Regions from separate parts of the Mus musculus genome. Here region 1 is linked to region 2. A link is a contact called in public HiCAR-type data. All regions are on one chromosome and are shown on one strand. Each heading gives the region's core, a stretch centred on a gene start, on an enhancer-like site or on the middle of the called end of the contact. The rest is flanking DNA. Distances are from core to core; before and after follow the strand shown.

What was found. HiCAR-type assays count read pairs that join an accessible place to other places.
Region 1: a contact with region 2 is called in a HiCAR-type map of embryonic stem cells, with 4 times the contacts expected there. The contact joins two enhancer-like sites. A contact is called at or near these places in 1 of 39 promoter capture datasets (cranial neural crest) and 3 of 115 datasets of contacts at active chromatin or transcription factors (embryonic stem cells and epiblast stem cells).

The regions. Positions count from the first base shown.
Region 1 is chrX:19,905,337-19,912,316 of GRCm38.p6, reverse strand. No RefSeq gene overlaps it. Among named protein-coding and RNA genes, the nearest start is that of Gm23678, 150 kb to the right of the region's middle. Within about 2 kb of position 5,481, at least 31 of the 459 cell types and tissues checked have an H3K27ac peak or open chromatin away from gene starts, as enhancers often do. A contact at or near this core is called in embryonic stem cells, where this site is marked.
Region 2 is chrX:19,336,532-19,343,994 of GRCm38.p6, reverse strand. No RefSeq gene overlaps it. Among named protein-coding and RNA genes, the nearest start is that of Gm22783, 15 kb to the left of the region's middle. Within about 2 kb of position 2,549, at least 5 of the 459 cell types and tissues checked have an H3K27ac peak or open chromatin away from gene starts, as enhancers often do. A contact at or near this core is called in embryonic stem cells, where this site is marked.

The sequences.
Region 1 (6,980 bases), core at 4,232-6,731, 570 kb before region 2:
TGTTAGGTTTGGGTGGGGAGCAGGTAGTTCAGGGGGACACCTAGACAGATTGCTGGGATTTAAGTAGTTCGTTAAAAGAGTTATTAATGATGGCTGGTGAGATGGCTCACCAGTTAAGAGCATTCTAGAGAGCCTGTTCTAGAGAGCCTGAGTTCAATTTCCAGTACACACATGGTGGCTCACAGCCATCTGTAATGGGATCCAATGCCCTCTTCTGGAATGCAGGTGTACATGAAGAAAGATCAGATATATACATAAAATAAACTTTTAAAAAAAAATACAAACCTCTCCTTCTTAAAAAAATTTATTTATTTAATGTATGTGAGTACACTGGAGCTCTCTTCAGACACACCAGAAAACCTCTGGAAGAACAGTCAGTGCTCTTATCTACTGACTATCTAGCCCCACAAATCTCTCTTTAGGAAATAAAGGAGAGACAAAGAGAGAGGGAGAGGGAGAGGGAGAGGGAGAGGGAGAGGGAGTTATTAATGGCATGGACTGACAGAGGGGCAACAACATGGCTCCAAAGAGATTTCAGGTCTCAGCACCAAAGATAGCCTGGCAGGGTCTCTGAAGAGAATCGGAGTCTGTGTCAGGAGAGGGATACTCTTCTTATACTTGTTGAACACTGGGGCAAGTTCACAGCAAGGGCCTGCCTTCAGACTCTGGTTCTCAGGCAAGAGGCAGAGAATCTTGTGAGAAGCAGTATTGGTGGTGATAAACCAATGGAAACAGCAATACCCTTTGAATGGGAACTTGCTTCCCAGCAGAGAAATCCTCCCCACAATACCATAGTAGGGTACCTGTCAGTATCTGTGAGAGGAGGAGGGTTGGTGCAAAGCAACCTCCAGATTCCAACACTGCATTCTTACAAAGGACACTGGATGTCCTCCTCAAACCAAATATTCACATGCATGGGTGTTAGCCCTGTTCTGTAGCATAGGTCAGGCATGTACTCATTTGGATCTGGTGAATACCATGTTTCTCCTCCTCCTGGCTTCAGATTAATGTAACATGCCCCATCTATGAGCTGGGAATTCAAGCTACATTTCCCTTCCTGAAGTCATGCAAAGGCAACCCATCTGTGAATGGGAGACTGTTGTGTTAACTTTCCTTGGGGAGATAAAATGATATCCAGTCATCCCATATGGACACCAAGACACACCAGAGCACAATTTTACCAAATTCCAACATGGTGATATGCATAACCCCCATAGTCATCAGATGACTCTCATACACTTTTGCCATCTCAGAGCAAAGACACTACCACTGGGCCTTGTCTCAAGATGTGGACTAAACTAAACTAAACTCGACCCAAAGTTTCTACACTTGATCTTAGCCAAAAGACCAAGAAAGGATGACCCAAACTTCCTTACACATTCAGGTTCCTGTTGGTTTCACAGGGAAGAAGGGGCTCCTGGGTGTTGGGTTTTGACCCTGGAGGTTGGGAGGGGAATAAGGTGCATATTTTACATAACAAAGCAGTCCTGGCCTCCAGGTTCTCCCACCATCCTAACATCTTCAGTCCTTATCTGGCATACCCTGCCCCAAACCTGAACTTTCCAGACCAGGGGCTGGGCTGCCCTTCCCCTAGAGGCTCTCCCTATATAATCCAGACATTTTTTATCTCCTCTCTCTTCTCCTTCCCTTCTCTCTCTATGCACGTGCACACCCTTTCTTTCTTTCTCCTAACTACCTCTCATGACAACTTCCTTGGCCTTCTTCTTATGGCCAGTGAACTCTCAGGGGAGCAGCTTCCCAATAAACCTGCCATTAATAAAATTTAGCCTGGCTTGAATTGACTCATTTCACCAGAGGAGAAATAACTTATCACTAGGAAGTGTTAGAGACAGAGAAACTGAACAGGACCAGGAGTGCCATTGAAGCAAAATAAGGAAAAGGATGAAGGAAGCAATTTCAGAGTTCGACAAGAACAGTGGCCAAACACAGAAGACTCGAACCCCTTCGCCAACCTGGGCTTCAATCAACCAGGAGCATGCTATGTAAATAGGCCATAAAAGGTAATGCAGCACCACCCTCCACTCACACACACATTTTCTTTCATTCTCTTAGCACTGGGCCACAGGCCAGGTGTAGCACACATTCCAAGATATTCCTTTTAACAACCATCTATTGTCTCTGGGCAATTCAGTGTAAAAAGACATAAGAACCTGGCAGCTCCAGAGGCCTTCCAGACTCAACCCCACACCTGTAACACCAGGGACACAGAATAAATGCTCATGGAGACAAAAAGCAAGAGGCTCTCATGGCTTTTGTCCATAAAACCTGCCACCTACCAAGAGCTTCTATTGTTTGATAGCAGTGTATGAAGTGTCCTGTCATGCATTCTTGTCCACTAGTTAAATACTCCTCCATTGTTGGTGGGATTACAAGCTTGTACAACCACTCTGGAAATCAGTCTGGTGGTTCCTCAGAAAATTGGACATAGTACAACCAGAAGATCCAGCAATACCTCTCCTGGGAATAAACCCAGAAGATGCTCCAACTTGTAATAAGGACACATGCTCCACTATGTTCATAGCAGCCTTATTTATAATATCCAGAAGCTGAAAAGAACCCAGAAGTCCTTCAACAGAGGAATGGATACAGAAAATGTGGTATATTTTCACAATAGAGTACAATTCAGCAATTAAAAACAATGAATTTATGAAATTCTTAGGCAAATGGATGCATCTGGAGGATATCATCCTGAGTGAGTTAACCCAATCACAAAAGAACTCACATGATATGCACTCACTGATAAGTAGATACTAGCCCAGAAACTTCGAATAACCAAGATACAATTTGCAAAACACATGAAACTCAAGAAGAAAGAAGACCAAAGTGTGGATACTTCATTCCTTCTTAGAATGGGGGACAAAATACCCATGGAAGGAGTTATAGAGACAAAGTTCAGAGCTGAGATGGAAGGAAGGATCATTCAGAGACTGCCTGACCCGGACCCATCCCATATACAACCACCAAACCTAGTCACTATTGCATAAGCCAGAAAGATTTTGCTGACAGGATCCTGATATAGCTCTCTCTTATGAGGATATGCCAGTGTCTGGCAAATATAGAAGTGGATGCTCACAGTCATCTATTGGCTGGAACACAGGGCCCCTAATAAAGGAGCTAGAGAAAGTACCCAAGGAGCTAAAGGTGTCTGCAACCCTATAGGAGGAACAACAATATGAACTAACTAGTACCCCCCAGAGCTGTGTCTCTAATTGCATATGTAGCAGAGTTTGGCCTAGTAGGCCATCAATGGGAGGAGAGGCCCTTGGTCTTGTGAAGATCATATGCCCCAGTACAGGGGAATGCCAGGGCCAGGAATTGGGAATGGGTGGGTTGGGGAGCAGGGTTGGGGGATAGCATTTGAAATGTAATTCAAGAAAATATCTAATAAGAAATACCTGGTTTACAAAAAAGTCACCAACAACTTTGAAGATAATTGAGTGACAGAAAGAATGAAGCAGCATATTTTTGGTGCTAAAACATCACTCTTCTAACTCATGATTGGATGTGATTTGGTGTGACAGGGAAGTAAAGAAAAGGCTAACAGTTTGCAAGCTTGGACTTCAGCTTGGAATCAACCAGTTTGTCAAGCCTACCTTAAGGCTGCTCCTTACCTCTCCCCAACCAGACTAAGGCCATGAGACTCCAGTGGTCCAGGTTTAGAGACCTTCTGAAGTGTCTGAAAATCGTCTATCACTTAGAACACAAACACTTGGGCGAAAAATTAAAATGCGAATGAGACGCACAAATTTGTATGTTCAATTACAAGTAACTGATAGGTAAGCATGCCTAGAAAAAGTCTATGCTTAGTGACAAGAAACTATAACCCTTTGTGACTCTGGAGCCTAGAGCTGCTAAAATTCCTCTTGGCTAGACCTACTTTCTCCCATGTACTATCTCTTTTTCTAACAAACTGCCCCTGATTCAGCTGCAGCTGTGTGTCTCTGTTCAACTTTTTGTTCATGGACTCATAAACTTGGAATCCCTCTGTGTATGGCTGTCAAGGCTGGATTTCAGCTGCTATCAATTTTGCCCTCAGTTAAAAAAGTATGAATATGGGTCTGGGGTGTGTGTGGATAGGTGGATGGACCAGATACTTCTCTTTTATCCCCATTTAAAAAGTGAAAGTCATGGTGTATGATTCTAGCACTCAGGAGGCAGAAGTAGCAGGAGGATCTCTGAGTTCAATGCCAGCCTGATTTGCATAGTGTGTTCTAGACCAGCTAGAAATACATAGTGAGACTGTGTCTCAAATCTCAAAAAAAAAAAAAAAAAAGTGGTTTAAATGAGAATGGCCCCCAGAGGCTCATAGATTTGAATGCTTGGTCACCAGGAAGTGGCATTACTTGAGAAGTAATAGCCTTGTTGGAGGAAGTGTATCACTGGAGTTCGGTTTGGAGTTTCAAATGCCAGGCCTAGTGTCTCTTTGTCTTCCTACTATCTGCAGATCCAGATGGAAAACTCTCAGCTGGTTCTCTAGCACTATGTCCCTCTTCATGCCACCAATTAAATGCTTCCTTTTATTAGAGTTGCTGTGGTACTGGTGTCTCTTTACATCAATAGAACACTGACCAAGATAAATATAGTCTATTAACTAATTAAAATTTAAAAAACAGGCAATCTATGCTTCAATGAAAACCTGCATATACTTCCACGTGTTATCTGATGGTGCATACCCTGTCTTGCCTTGTTCAGCTAACTCTCTTCTCCCATGGAGCATAGGGGAACAGAAAACAGTTTGCATCCATTTACAACTCACTTCAACATTTCCACTTTCCCTGTCAATGAGGGCTGGTTATTAAAAACAACAATAATCAAAATCATTATAACAGCTGCCCAGTTCCCTCAATTATAAGAGCAACATAGAATTTCCACATGTTCCTGTTTATACCTCAGGAGGGTCATGATTTTTCCTTTGCTTGGAAATGGTCTTCAAATACTCTTGTAATACTGATTTCTTTAGTTGTAGAGCTGGTCTCTAGGAGATGGCCACTGAACATCTTCTCCTCTAAAAACTTTTGTGAGGATGCAGTGTAGTGAAAGCTTATTTTCCATGAATTAAGTAGGGTTCACTAGGTTACAGCTTTGTTTTAACCTTGTAAACTGGGTGGCCTCTGAAAGCTCCTTAGAACACTTCAAAGCAGGCCTTTTCAACATTTCTAAGTGCCCCACTCTCTTCTTTTTGTGATTGAATTCTTGCTGACCTTAGTCTTTCAGTGAAAAGAGGGTACCAAAAGGCTCTAACAAAACACCTGAGACCATTAGAGCAATCAAAAACCAAGGGGTCAAGATGAACTAATCCCTGGCAGAGGATTTACATAAATAAGTATTAACCTCTGGATGTGAATAAAAGAATAAAATGCAATCTTGGGGTCAGAACCTTGGTTCAAGGGCACTTACTAGGCCAAACAGGGCTTCTGTGCTATGCCAGGAATTCCAGGAATCCCACTGATCACTGAATGCTGGCAGGGCACAGGGGGGGGGGGGTTGGTTCAAGGAAGCTAACTGAAACTCAGCTCTGCCTAGTGGCTGGGTCTCAGCTCTCCCAAGCAGCAACCTACAGTGGAGAGCATGGGGGGAAAAAAACCCAGCAGGCAATCAACATACTTTGAAATAAGACTTTCTACAGTGGGAAAAATGTGTTCTGCTGACAATTAACTCGAATCTTAGTTTAGACAGCTTTGTTAAACAGAGAGGCTCACAGGGGCAAGTGAGGGGCAAGATCCAAGTCTTTTGAAAGGACCACTTTTTTGTTTTCCCTTGGAGTACTGCTTTGTAAAAGGCATCTGTCCCTAATATGTAGATCACTTGGCAAAGTACAGGAACTTCAGAGGGGGTGGCTGTTGCTGTTACAGTAAACTTTCTGTTCACAGAGATATTAACAGGGTCATAAGAAAATGTTATTCCTATAGTTGAAGGGACCAGCCAGATGTTATTACCAGGCTTTAAAAATAAACAGGCCAGGGGCTGGAGAGCAGGCTCAACACTAAGTTTAGCACTTCTTACTTTATCAGAGGATGAGAGTTCAGATCCTAGTGCTCACATCTGGTGTCTTACAAACATCTGTAACTCTAGCCCCACGGGATCTAATGCCCAGTTTCTAACCTTCAAAGGCACCTGCACACACATGTACACACACACACATATATAACACACATAAATTAAATAAGCCTTTGAAAGATTGCAGCTACCCTGATTGTGAATGGATGGTGGTGGTGCTGAAGTGAATTACAAATGAAGGAAAACTATGGTTTTTCTTCCCCCTGGAGAAGGAAGTCAGCTGACGCGAACAAGACAGAATTTGCTTACCTACCACTTGCCCAAAACTATGAGTTGTGAAGTAGCTTCATCAACCATGGAATCACAATCAGATAACACAGGAAGCAGGAGCTAGAAGCAATAAAGAATTTTCCATCGAAGTATGAATTGCCTCTACCCCAGGCAAGGCATTTTGTTTTTAAAAGAAGGCAGGAAGACAAGTACCCAGTGTACCTCTTTTCCTCTCACCCATCCCTGACAAAACACAGCCACATAGTTTGTTTGGTTGGTTTTAACATCTATAAAGAGTGCAGTGGGTTTTGAAATCTTTCCTCTAAAACAACCATACCCTTGTGGGTGGGTAGCTCCTTTGAGAAGAGAGGGTTGTAGACACTGCCTCTTTTGGACCTGTCTCTGAGCATTTGGCAGAACTCTTGCTGTAGAAAGGAAGCACTGCTAGAAGGATTGAGACTCCATAAGAGAGAAACCATACTCTTTGTCTGTTTGGGCTAATAAGTGTGTAACTATTGATGGCCATTCTGAATTCATTTGGGAAGGAGTCCTCTAATCGGCCCTGTGAATCAGATAAAACAGAGAGCAGGGGTATCCCCAGCTTTCCTACTTAAAGAGTGTGTGTTTCTGTGTCCTCAAAGGGTCTGTGGGGCTTCCTGGTTGTGATCAATTAGTTGTAAACACCACTACTC
Region 2 (7,463 bases), core at 1,300-3,799:
CACCTTCATGCATTCAATTCACATACAGCAAATGCAACACATACACATAAAAATAAATATTAAAAGTTCTTTTTTGGAAAGTAGATCTTAAACAAGAATGATTTTTCTGGGCTCATTGCTACAACTGACATAACCATGGAGAGAATTAGCGAACCTGAAGATAGATCAATGAAAATTATTCATACTGCAACACAAAGAGGGAAAATATGAGAAAAGGAAAAATATAAAAAACTATAGTGTCATATATTTGATCATATGTGGGATTGGTATCAATTCCAAAGAACAGAAGAAAGAAAAGAAATTATGGCTAAGCATTTCTCAAATTAAGGACTGATGCAAAAGTTCATGTTCATGAAACCCAGAGAACCTCAAACAAAATAAGGAAAAAATAAGTTTATCACATTCAAACTATAGAAATGTACTAATAGACTCTTAAAGGAAGTCTTGGGGGTGGGAGGAACATTGTTTATACAAATAAAGGAAAGAATTGAAGCCAACAAAAAAATATCAAAGTTAGAAATCAGTACAACTACATGTTCTCAAGATTTTAAATTAATTTGTTGTTGTTGTTGTGGTGGTGGTGGTGGTGTATGTGTATGTGTCTGTGTGTGTGTGTGTGTGTGTGTATGTGTGCATGTGTGCGTTTATGTTTCTGTATGTGTGTTTGTATGAGTGTGTCTGTGTGTGTGTGTGTGTGTGTGTGTGTGTGTGTGTGAGAGAGAGAGAGAGAGAGAGAGAGAGAGAAGCATACATATGGATATCAGAGGACAACTCTCTTAGAAAGTCACCGTCTTCTACAAACTTATGGGATCTGAGGATCAAACAGATGCTAGGCCTGTGTGTGAGCATCTTTACCCACTGAGTCATCTTAGATCTATACAACAAATGGTTCTATACAAAGTAATTTGCATGAAAAAACAGAAACAAATTAAATGAGAAATACTTTATTTTATGTTTAATTTTTGTAAAGAGATTACTAAAGAAATTTCATATTTTATAGTTAAAATTTCCAGACATACAAAGAGAACAAAGTGACAGGTGAAATTGATGACAGTATTGTTTCATTTATCACTACATATTCAAAATGTCCTTGCAACATACAATCTATATGAAAAATAACAATGAGATGTTTTACAGTCTTTATTTCATAGTAAACTTTTGAAACCTGGTGTGTATTTTATACTTACAGTACAGAGCAAATTTGCTTAGCTATCTTTGAACACCCAATATATAGGTTCAATATAAGCATGGCCGCTCAAGTCTGTGATCCTGGCACTCAGAAATTTGCTATGAAATTAAGTCCAGTCTGGGCTACAGGGTGAGATGTGGTTTCAAAATCAATTGATAAATAAACAAATAATGAACCCCAATTTTTTGAAAACCACACAATTCGAAAACAGCACTGTGGCCAGGTGTGGTGGCACTTGCCTTAGGTGTGGTGGCACTTGCTTTAGGGGCAGGTTTATATCTGAGTTCTAGGCCAGCATTTTCTACACAGTGTGTTCCAGAACAGACAGAGCTACATAAAGAACTCCTGTTTTGAAAAGCCAAGACAAAAACTACACAGAAAAAAAAAAAGTACTGTGAATGTTACAGAATCTGAGGTATGTATTCTCACACTTCTGAGAGTCAACATTTGCTGTAGACCCTTTGGGTCCCTTTGTTTTCATGGAACCGGGTCTCTAGTTGCAGGTGGGCAAGGAGTGGGCGAATGACAGACATATGCACACAGGAAATTGTGTAGAATCTGAATGTAATTTGTCAAGTGGAGCATCAAACTTTTTATACAGAAGAATAACAAGAAACCAGGGGAGATATATTCACCAAGTTACTGTAACACAATACAAAAGGAATGTATACATCAAAAGAAGGTGGGGACCAGGCTGCTGCCACTAAGAATGGAGCAAGGTGTAAAGCTAGTCTATTGTTAAGCCCACCACCAGAGGTTCTGCTCTAGCTGACCTTCTCATGAATACTGCAATACCACAACCCCCCTATTTCCTGGGCCCTGGTATGAGTGTAACTTTTAAGTATCTGTGGATAATCTCCATTTGTCAGAAGAATTCACCAACTTGCTTCTAATATGCAATGTAGCCTGTACTGAAGATTTCTATCTCAGTGGGATTCCCTGGCTCTTTCAAGGTATTCCCTTGTTTGGGTGAGACTGTACTTAGTAAACACTCTGCAGACCAGCCCTGGTACAAAAGACCCCACCAGTCTTTTGTAATGCTTAATTAGTTACTGAATAGGTAACTTCCTTCCTGCATTCCTACCAGATTCCAAGCTCCTCGGCTTCTGGAACATTGGAACACTGCTGGGAGGCTTTAGCTATGTCAGAATTCAATCTTAAAAGACACTTATAATAAAATAATACTAAAAGAGAGTACATGGATCCATACACTAGGGGATAGGGTATGAGTGTATGGGTTAATGAGAATGCCAAAGCTCCAGGAGGTAAGTTCCTTTTGAAACTCTATGCCTCATGAGTGCTCCCAGGCTTCTCAGCCTGTCAAGCAGACTTCACTGAAGTGTGCCTGGCAAAGAGTGTGTGGTACTCCTGAGACCTGATGGCTCTATTACTCCTGGATTCATCAAATGCTGATGAGGCACCAAAGGCACTCTCAGCCGCAAAGGTCCAGGGAAGTGAGAAGCAGAAACAGTACTAAAAGCAGGGATCGTGATAGGGAATCAACAGTCAGCATCTTCTACTCTTGAACTTCTCCAAATTCTAGACTACTCCATAAACACACAGGACAATTTCAGGAGTCTCTTACATTCATTTGCAACTATGCTCAAACGGGGATGTGGTTTATCACCTTCTATTTTGACTTTGGAGGAAACGATGGCTCTTACTACTTCTTATACTAAGTATTACATAGTTTGAAAAAGCCTGGTCTATAAAGTGAGATAGTATATCAAAAATTAAAAAAAATAAAAAATTAAAAAAAAAACAAAGAGAAACAAATAAGCACAACCAATTAACCAAATAAATAAACAGCAACAACAAAACATATTTTAAGTTACAGAAGCAATGAGTTTGGAAGAAAATAAGTAATGTCTTTTCTGCTTTATTAAGCTGCGTTGTCACCTTTCATTCACTTGTGATAATAAGCCTATTCCCAACCTTTTCTGTATTTGCTGCTTACAAATCTCTGTTGATATGCCTGTCTGGTTATCTGGGTTGTGTGACTACTTAGGATCAGATTCAGCACCAAATGATGCAGTTAAGCTCATCAAACCAAGAGACAATGATTAATGATGAAAACCATAGGATACCCAGACCTAATATTAGGGTGGCTACACCTTCCTCACCTTCTTCCCTATGTCCTGTTTTAAAAATTTGTATGTAAGATGTGCATAGCAACAAGAAAAAGCAACCCCCATGTTTATGATGTCTAAAAACAACAATACAAACTCCAAAGTCACCATGGAAACTGCCTCCCACTAGCATTTGCTTTTCAGAGGTTTTAGAAGCATTTATCCACAACAAATCAGCAGAGAAAAAAATTGAGACAGATGACCCCAATCATGCATGATTCAGGCAACTAGAGAAAGGTTTACCAGGAAAGAAGGGGGGGGTCCATCTGTCACAACTTCATTACACTTTTATTTTCAGAAGCTTTAACTCACATATTTGTCAGAAAGATCCTCCAAGGGATCCTTTAAGATGCAGCTTCTGAAAGTACTTGGTTTTATGTGTTTCATAAACATTCATATTTGAAAGTAGCATGTATTTGTGCTTTCTTTGGGATATTTATTTTATTAATAAAAGTGATATTTTTCTACGTTGTCAGGAATAGAAAACCAACATAATCATAGGGTAGTTTCAGAAAACCCAAGTTTGAGTCATTTGTAGCTGTGCACATTTGTAATCATAGCACTTGGGTGGTAGAGGCATGAAGATTACTAGGTCAAGCTCATCTTCAGCTACATGAGAAGTTGAGGCCAGTCTGCATTATATGTGAACTATGTCTCAAAGACAAAATGGGGTGTAGGTTGAAAGAAGGAAAAGATAAGAAAGGAGGGAGGAAGGAAGGAAGGGAGGTAGGGAGGGAGGAATGGAGGAAGGAAGGAAAGAAAGAAGGAAGGAGGAAGAGAAGCAAATACAAGTTCAAGATAATGGAAGTGGACTTTAATTAGGAAGCAAGTATTCTGGTGTACTTTCGGGGAGAATAGTGAAGAGTGCCAGCCTGTAGAAAGGTGTAAAGGTTAGATAGACCTAAGAGAAAGGAGGTGTTTGCTGAAGTTGTTATTCAGAGCAGAAGATCAGCTTTGTTGACAAATTCACAACAACATTAAGAATATTTCACCACCCAGTCAAACACCCAGTTTGAAACAGTTGTTACTCCTCATAGCTAGGAGAGATTGAGGAGAGTTGTAACTAACCACTCCACCATCCCAGAGCCTGCTTCATCTTTTCTACAGTACTTTTCTTTTTGTGTTATGTTACAGTTATTTTTGTCCCTCACTCTGGTGCTTTGACAAACTTTTGAAAATACAGAGTATTTCTTATACACATCTTCTATGCCCCAGAGCCTCTACCATGATTCCTTCTATGAAGCCAGGGTAGGGCAGGGTTGGGTGGACATGATACACACTAAGGCACGTATGTGATATGAATTATGAAAGTCTTCCTCCATGTACTTGAGGCAAGGTTAATCTCTGGACATTTCTGAGTTACCATGACAACTCTTCCAAACTCATCAAAGGTTTTCCTGACAGATTAATCAGGTGATCTGCTTAATGGAAAACTTCACTGATTAACTTTGTAATTTGCTTTTTTTCCTTAAGGACATCTAATATGGAAAGCAATACACTTGCCTATGTGAGGTAACCCACATACAACAATATAAAGAACAGGAGAAAATCCACTCTGTTCCCTGGTAAAATTATCTGCTGGAATATTTATCCATGACATGGTGAAAACAATGATCTTTCATTTTGAATTCATGAGACTTTTACAGATTATGGATGGATTCGGAAAGTATGACAGCCTATAAATTGTGCATCAGTTTGTTTCACCTGGATGATCAACACAGAACTACAGAAGGGGTTCAGTCAATAAAACAGTCCGAAGAAGAAGAAAATATAGAATAAATGCTAATTTTTCAGCTCAATAACCATTTGCTGATTACATAGTTCTGTAAAGATTATTGAGTCAATCCATTCCCATTAGGGCCACCCCCACCATCTTCCTTCTGAGCCCAGCAGAGGCTGCTGGGACTCCAGAGTTCTCTCCACACCACAGGACCTTGAGATCACCTAGGAATCATGGGTGAGTGGAACACAACATCAGCTTCAAGAATCGCAGAGGGTCTTGTGCCAGCAGGAACAGGGACAAAGGAACCCCGACTGACCAGAGGCTGGGATCAATTTAGGTCAGGGCCAGCCCCTCCATCTTCAGCCTGAACCTGGCTGAGGGCATCTAGAGCACCAGAGTACTCTCCATGCTGCAGGACCACTACAACACCCAGGAACTCCTGATCACCTGAGAGCAATAGAAGCAACAGAGCTTCTTGGTCAGGGTCCCATCAGGCCTTCATCCTCAGCCAGGAGGTGGAGCTGAGACCCAAACTTCTGGAAACATTCCTTGCCAGAGGAGAGTCAGCCTTCAAGGAGGGTTCTGACCCCAGAACTCAGGAGGTAGATCAGAGCTCCAGACTGCTGGACACCTGCCCTGAAAGAGGAGAGCTTGCCTGCAGAGAGTGCTCTGACCACTGAAACTCAGGAGAGAGTTGGACTCCCAGGAGTGCTGACAGAGGCTAACAGAATCACAGGAGGATCAAGCTCCAATGAGAGACAGCTTGAACATTAACACAAGAGATTTCCAGATGACGAAAGCAAATGTAAGAATCTTACTAACAGAAACCAAGAACACTGGGCATCATCAGAACCCAGTATGCCCAACACAACAAGTCCGGGAAACCCCAACACACCCGAAAAGCAAGACACGGATTTAAAATCATATCTCATGATGGTGGTAGAATATTTTAAGAAGGGCATTAATAACTCACTTAAAGAAATACAGAAGAACACTGCTAAACATGTAGAAGCCCCTAAAAAGGAACCACAAAAAATCCCTCAAGGAATTACAGTAGAACACTGCTAAACAGGTAGAAGTCCTTAAAGAACTACAGGCAAACACTGCTAAATGGGTAGAAGAAACACAAAAATCCCTTAAAGAATTACAGGAAAACAAACCAAACAGGTGATGAAATTTAACAAAACCATCCAAGATCTAAAAATGGAAGTAGAAACAATGAAGAAAACCCAAAGGGAGACAATTCTGGAGATAGAAATCCTAGGAAAGAAGTCAGGAACCAAAGATGTGAGCATCAGCAACAGAATACAAGAGATGGAAGAGAGAATCTCAGGTGCAGAGGATTCATAGGGAACATGGACACAACAATCAAAGAAAATGCAAAATGCAAAAAGATCCCAAGTCAAAACATCCAGGAAATCCAGGACACAATGGGAAGACCAAACCTACGGATAATAGGAGTAGACAAGAACGAAGATTTTCAAATTAAAGGGCCGGCAAATGTCTTCAACAAAATTATAGAAGAAAACTTCCCATACCTAAAGAAAGAGAGGCCCATGAACACACAAAAAGCCTATAGAACTCCAAATAGACTGGACCTGAAAAGAAATTCCTCCCGACACATACTAATCAGAACAACAAATGCACTAAATAAAGACAGTATATTAAAAGTAGTAAGGGAAAGAGGTCAAGTAACATATAAAGGCAGGACTATTAGAATTACTTCAGACTTCTTACCAGAGACTATGAGAGCCAGAATATACTGGAGAGATGTTATACAGACACTACGAGAACACAAATCCTAGCCTAGGCTACTATACCCAGTAAAACTCTCAATTACCATAGATGGAGAAACCAAAGTATTCCGTGACAAAACCAAATTCACACAATATCTTTCCATAAATCCAGCCCTTCAAAGGATAATAAAGGGAAAACACAAACACAAAGATGGAAATTACACCCTAGAAAAAGCAAGAACGCAATCCTTTAACAAACCTAAAAGAAGATAACCACAAGAACAGATTCCCAACTTTAACAACAAAAATAACAGGAAGCAAAAATCACTTTTCTTTGATTTTTCTAACATCAATGGACTCAATTCCCAAATAAAAAGCATAGACAAACAGACTGGCTACACAAACAGGACCCATCATTTTGCTGCTTACAAGAAAACCCACCTCAGGGATAAAAACAGACACTACCTCAGACTAAAAGAATGGAAAACAATTTTCCAAGCAAATGGTCCGAAGAAACAAGATGGAGTAGCCATTCTAATATTAAATAAAATTGACTTCCAACCCAAAGTTATCAAAAAAGACAAGGAGAGGCACTTCATACTCATCAAAGGTAAAATCTATCATGATGAACTCTCAATTCTAAATATCTATGCTCTAAATGCAAGGACAGCTACATTCATTAAAGA